2 separate regions of the Gasterosteus aculeatus genome follow, and region 2 is linked to region 1. A link is a contact called in public Hi-C data. All regions are on one chromosome and are shown on one strand. Each heading gives the region's core, a stretch centred on a gene start, on an enhancer-like site or on the middle of the called end of the contact. The rest is flanking DNA. Distances are from core to core; before and after follow the strand shown. Region 1 holds the start of ankrd50l (ankyrin repeat domain 50-like). Region 2 overlaps LOC120833819 (polycystin-1-like protein 2).

Region 1 (2,700 bases), core at 179-2,678:
AGTTTAGTTATGGAGACAAATGAAGCTGCATGCAGAATGTGATTGATAAAAGTAATTATACGGGTCATTGGCCTACATTAACCTGGACATCATTTGCTGAGGACCAAAACTGAGGAAATACTTCATTATATTAACAATCATTTTTTGGGCAATTAGGTTTTAATATGGTGAAATTTGTTAAGAGTGTGTGTGTGCAAGATAAAACTGCAACAATCATTGACTTTGATTTGATAATATCTCTTTGGGACCAAAAGGAAATGACGATACCGACAGTCTGAGTAAACGATGAAGGTAATTATGACGTGTTTGGGCAAAAAATCTATTCACTAAAAAAATATTGGATTTTGACTTGCCTGTAAATTTTGTTTTCAGACCAAAATTCATTTTTAGCAACAAATTTGAACAAAGTATAACTTCAAACTCTTTATTAAACGTTGTATTCTGTGAAAGTTAATGAAAAAGAAACGTGACCCAACTTCAGCTCAACAGCTTTGACCGAAGTCTGTTGTTATTCAGGCCAGTAGAGGGCTCCCCTGTAAACAGAGAGGACTGACTGACCTCCACGCTGGACACATATTATCATCATGAGAGAGGAGCTCCACTCATGACATCATCATGCAATTTGCATGCTGTTGACAAAAGTCCTTATTTTCAGAGCAGACATTTTTGGTGTTTGTATGAGCATGTCAGAATGTGGAGTATTGGCTGACGGGTGAAGAGGTCATTTCTCAGTTCACTGTGAGGTCAGTCGTGATCGTAAGACGGTTTAAAGTTCCCATGCAAAGCAGAATTTGAAGCACGGTTTATCAAGTTGGGATATAAAAAAGGAAAAAATTCCTTGGAGTCAGCAGGACATTCTGCTGCAATTGTTGGAAGAACAATTTAGGAAGAACTCAGGGCGTCTTACTGGGACCACCCACAAAAGACCGAATTGGTCACAGTCCTTTATCCAAACTATGTACAAAAGGCATTCACATCTTTTTGAGCAGTTACATTTTTAATTACAGTGTGTAGTAAATACATCAGTCAAAACTGCAGAGAATACTATTTTAAGTTGAATTTGAATTTAGAATTTAGACACAATTTCATATTCATACATTCTGACATACGACTAACTACGCATGAGGACAAATCAAATCACTATATCACATTTGCAACGTAAAAATAAAAGATCCTGAAACCGAATCTTAGATAAGATCATCTATTTTTTCTACTTTACTGTATTTCATCATTTTGACTTTAAAACCTCCTCCTACTTTTGAAGGTTTAAAGACAAGAATCAAGACCCCGTGTAGTCAGTGAGAGAGAGACCGCGAGGCTCCTTTCACTTTTGTTCTTCCTCTCTCGATAGAACATCCTTTTTAACAGAACGCACGGAAGCAGCGCGCGCGCGAGGGAGAGAGAGAGAGAGGGAGGGAGAGAGAGAGAGAGAGAGAGAGAGAGAGAGAGACGCCCTGCCTCCCCACGAGAGAAGGAAGACGGAGAAGGACACCGCTGCACTAAAGCAGGACCTCCGCACTGCTTCACCTCCCACCTGATGGTGCGGAGGGCCGTGGACACGCGCGGCGAGAATCCGGCGGAGCGGCGCGTGCGTGTGAGGTAAAGCGCGTCCGCGCGGTCCGATGAGCGGCCACGGTGGACTCTTTGCGTCGCGTGTGTTTGTGCGTGTTTGTTCTGTTCACAGCGGCGTCGACAACTTGCGCGTGATTAACGGGCTGTCGGTCCGACACGCAGCTGTACGGTGGGTTTGTTTGTGACGTCACAGCCGGGGGGGGGAAGCGTGATCTCATCGTTGAGGAAGAACGCACCTGTTGAGCCCGAGCAGAGACGGATCACAGGGAACTTAATACTTAATACGCGGGGCTCAATGCAAATGTGAAACAGGAAAAGACCCAGTTTATCGCTATAGTGAAAAACTCCTTTGCACATACATGTATTGATTTACGATTTGGCTGACGTGGAACACATTATTGAATACGGTGTTTAATCTCTCGAATATTAGAGTCATTGATGTCTTATTGTCACCCAATGGCGCGTTTCGATGTGTGGAGCAATTCAAGTCTTCAGGAAGAGGGAGTTTCAGATCGTGGTCAAACCGTTGCGTTACTTCGGGGCCCATCACGTGATGCCATTGGGTCCACACCCGCTTCCCATTGACCTGCTTGGGGCAAGAGACCTCTGCCAATCAGTGAGCGACTTTAGTCATTAGGTAAATTATCTTTCTCGTGCTAACCGTTGAGTCGGCCCAGCTAAAATAATTGAAGTGGAAAAATGCACTAAATTCTTAAGTTATTTTTCCTTGCTCCGTTCATGTGACCAAGACCAAGACCTGGACCGACTGCGGGGGGTACAGGGTCAGCGGGGTCGCGAGGTTCAGGTAGCGAGCTCGCTCTTTGGGCAACATCTCTTGGAGATGAATAAGGCATAGTTCATATTTTATTGAAATGCTTTAGATGGACTAGAGGATGAATTCCATTAGGGCTAGCCCCCCCCCCTCTCCGTTTTCAGTGTTTATGCTAAGCTAAGCTAACCAGCTTCAGACTCCAGCATCATATTCTCACCACAGAGAGGAGAGTGCTATCAATCTCAATCAAACCCCCCATGTCCTCGTTCTAGGCAGTTACCGTTTCTTAATTGAAAACAGTGTATCCATCCTCCTTGGTAGTACTTGTACATTGTCTTCACTGGTTGCTTAGCAAC
Region 2 (2,700 bases), core at 174-2,673, 68 kb before region 1:
GGCTTTTTATAATCCAAAATGGATTTTCTGGTGGCACTTGGATCAATATCACTACTTAGCCATTGCAGTTGCTTAGTAACCGCCTCTTTTCACATTCTTAAACAAACAATGGTACACCTGCATGTTTGTTTTCCCCAGTAACTAATAGATGACATTCTTATTTTGAGTTCTTCACATTGCTTCGAAAGAATAAAAAAAGATGGAAGTACAAAATGAGTTCACGTGTCACATGATATGTCTTCAAGTGACACTTCAGTGAATAAAGATGAACTCTCAACGTCTTATAACACCAACATGATTTCATCACCTGCCCTTTCTTACCCAGCCCTCAGACGAGGAGGAGATAGTCGACCTGATGCTGAAGAATATCTGTAGTCTCTTCGGGATCAGATATGAAGAAACGAATGACGTCCACACGCCTGATGCGAAGGAGGACGGTGGCGTAAACATGAACAACAGCAGAAATATTCTTAACCATACAAAAGTTGATTTTTAGTTGAGTTCTATTTGTGTGCACTAATATTCATATGTGTGTTTTTTAGAAAAGCTGTCCTTTTTTAGAAAAGCTGTCCATATATATATATATATATAAATTCACAATACAACAGTTAGAAAACAACAATTAAACGATTTAAAACTCTAGTTTGACGTGTTATTTACTATAATGTATGTTACAATATAATAAAAAATGAGCACTTTTTGTGTTGTGTCATTAAATGTGTTGTGGCGATTAAAGAGCACAATGGCAATCAGCGCTAAGGCTCTATTCCTATTAGTTACTTTTCTATTTTCAGCCAACATTGTTTTGGCTACAGTAATGGTTACCGTGGTAACAGCAGGTGCGGTTTAACCGAGACAACCGTCATTAGCAGTGGATCAGTTTATACAGCGCGGGATCAACTGCTCTGTTCTTCCTTTTCTCTTTCTATAAGTCTATTAAGAAGGACGTGCAGAAATGGACCATTGTCTGCACATAACGTGTACCTGAAGGTGGGTGTAAAGGTAAACAATGCAGGTTGTGTCTATCTTAACGTTGTCCAAGGTCAAGTCCCCTAACGAGACACTACAATGATGTGTGTGTGTTTTATGAAATGTACACACTGCAGGGGAAATACTGTTTACTGAGCAAACGCCTCTGTTGATACAAAGCAAGCGATACATATAAAAAACATATTGTAAAAGTTTATAGTTTAACAGACAACACAGGTGTGGCCTCACCAATGTAGCAGCGACGCGACATGACGTGGAGAGGTGAATCACATGAAGGTAATGTTACCACTCCAAACAGCATGACATGAGATTACAAACTAATGATTTCATCAAAGCAAGATAGGTACCCACATAAACGTTTTAACATTGACCTTTCTATCTGTTTAGAGGCAACATGAGGTCTATTTCCTCATAGTCACCAGGAAACGATGACATTGGTACGGACCTGGTTCTAAACAAAACACACTGACCTTCGGACTGTTGTGCAATTCTTCCAGTGCAACCAGCAACAGTTTTCCAAACAGTTTTTTGCATAACTGCAGGTTCTCTAAAACTCTCAAAATATTTTGTTCACAAAGGAAGCACTAGATGGCAGTCTAATATAGGCACATTTGGAGAGTAGTAATCTAAGTGCATATTACATAGTTTGAATTACAGCGGTTACAAAGGCAAGTGCATAATTTGAAATTGTATTGTTTGGTCAATACCAAATATTTAATCAAAATAAATGTGTTTGTGTTGCAAACTGTTTTTTTGTGTTGTCAATTGGCTGATTACTGATATAAAGAAACTGGGAAACTTGAAGCAACAATAATGAAGGGAAAACAATTGTGAAGAAGTGTTTAAATTAGATGGAATTGAATTATACTCATGTCTAAAAAAGTGTAACTTTGTTTTTGTAATCCAAACCTCATTACATCTGCACCCCCTCGTCACAGACTCTATTATGCGTCACGTTTTGCACCATTCTCATAGCAAAGGCAAAAGAAGAAGGTCCGAAGCTCAACTGCATCAGCATCTCAGTAATCCTCTTCAGATTGGTCTCAGCTCATCAACTATACTGCTCATACTTACTTTCCTAAGTAGGTACCAAAGCAGAAGAACACCTGTGTCATAGGACCTCAAGGATGGAAAGTTATAAATCATTTGTTGTTCTTCTTTAATATTTTTATTTGCACCACTGATTGATTCACGGCCTTTAAATGAAAAGGCTATCAAATTGTTTGTTTTTTTATCGCCGTATTAAAGTATTTTTACTTTCACTACATACGCACCTCGCTCTACAGTTTCAGGACCCATTGAGAAAGTTGAATCCCTTCATGTGACAGTAGGACAAGCCATTAGCATTTGCACAGACTTCCTAAGGTTCTGATACAGAGTTGAGAGAGGGGAATGAAAGCAGTGAAGCTCTTATCAATTACATCAAATTACAACGTGCCAATGATTTTAGGAATATTGCAGCACCCGTTGCCCGTCCTGACGCCAACCCATTGTGCAGTGTACCTACTTTAGGATCCAGCGCATTAAACGCATTAAATTTTTTTTTTACTAAATTCATCTGCATTCAATCAAATGACCATGTACGATAGTCACACACGTTCCATCTGTTGTCATTGGGAATCCAATAGTGAACAGTGAACAAACCGATCACTTTGGATCGAGCTCTGCGTCGTGACCGAGGATGGAAAAGCTGGTTTTCAGACCAGAACA

Evidence for each region. Hi-C and Micro-C count contacts between places; a contact is called where the count stands out from the background.
Region 2: a Hi-C map of skeletal muscle shows a contact between it and region 1, with 2.9 times the contacts expected there. The contact joins the enhancer-like site here to the promoter of ankrd50l in region 1. A contact is called at or near these places in 2 of 6 Hi-C or Micro-C datasets (liver and skeletal muscle).

The regions. Positions count from the first base shown.
Region 1 is chr16:4,403,042-4,405,741 of fGasAcu3.hap1.1, reverse strand. ankrd50l (ankyrin repeat domain 50-like) reads left to right here and starts at 1,428. Exons shown (of 5, transcript XM_040200759.2): 1 at 1,428-1,599.
Region 2 is chr16:4,471,249-4,473,948 of fGasAcu3.hap1.1, reverse strand. LOC120833819 (polycystin-1-like protein 2) reads left to right here. Exons shown (of 44, transcript XM_078091399.1): 44 at 326-700. The coding sequence ends at 496. Among protein-coding and RNA genes, the nearest start is that of LOC120833819, 28 kb to the left of the region's middle. Within about 2 kb of position 1,423, at least 2 of the 9 cell types and tissues checked have open chromatin away from gene starts, as enhancers often do. A contact at or near this core is called in liver, where this site is marked.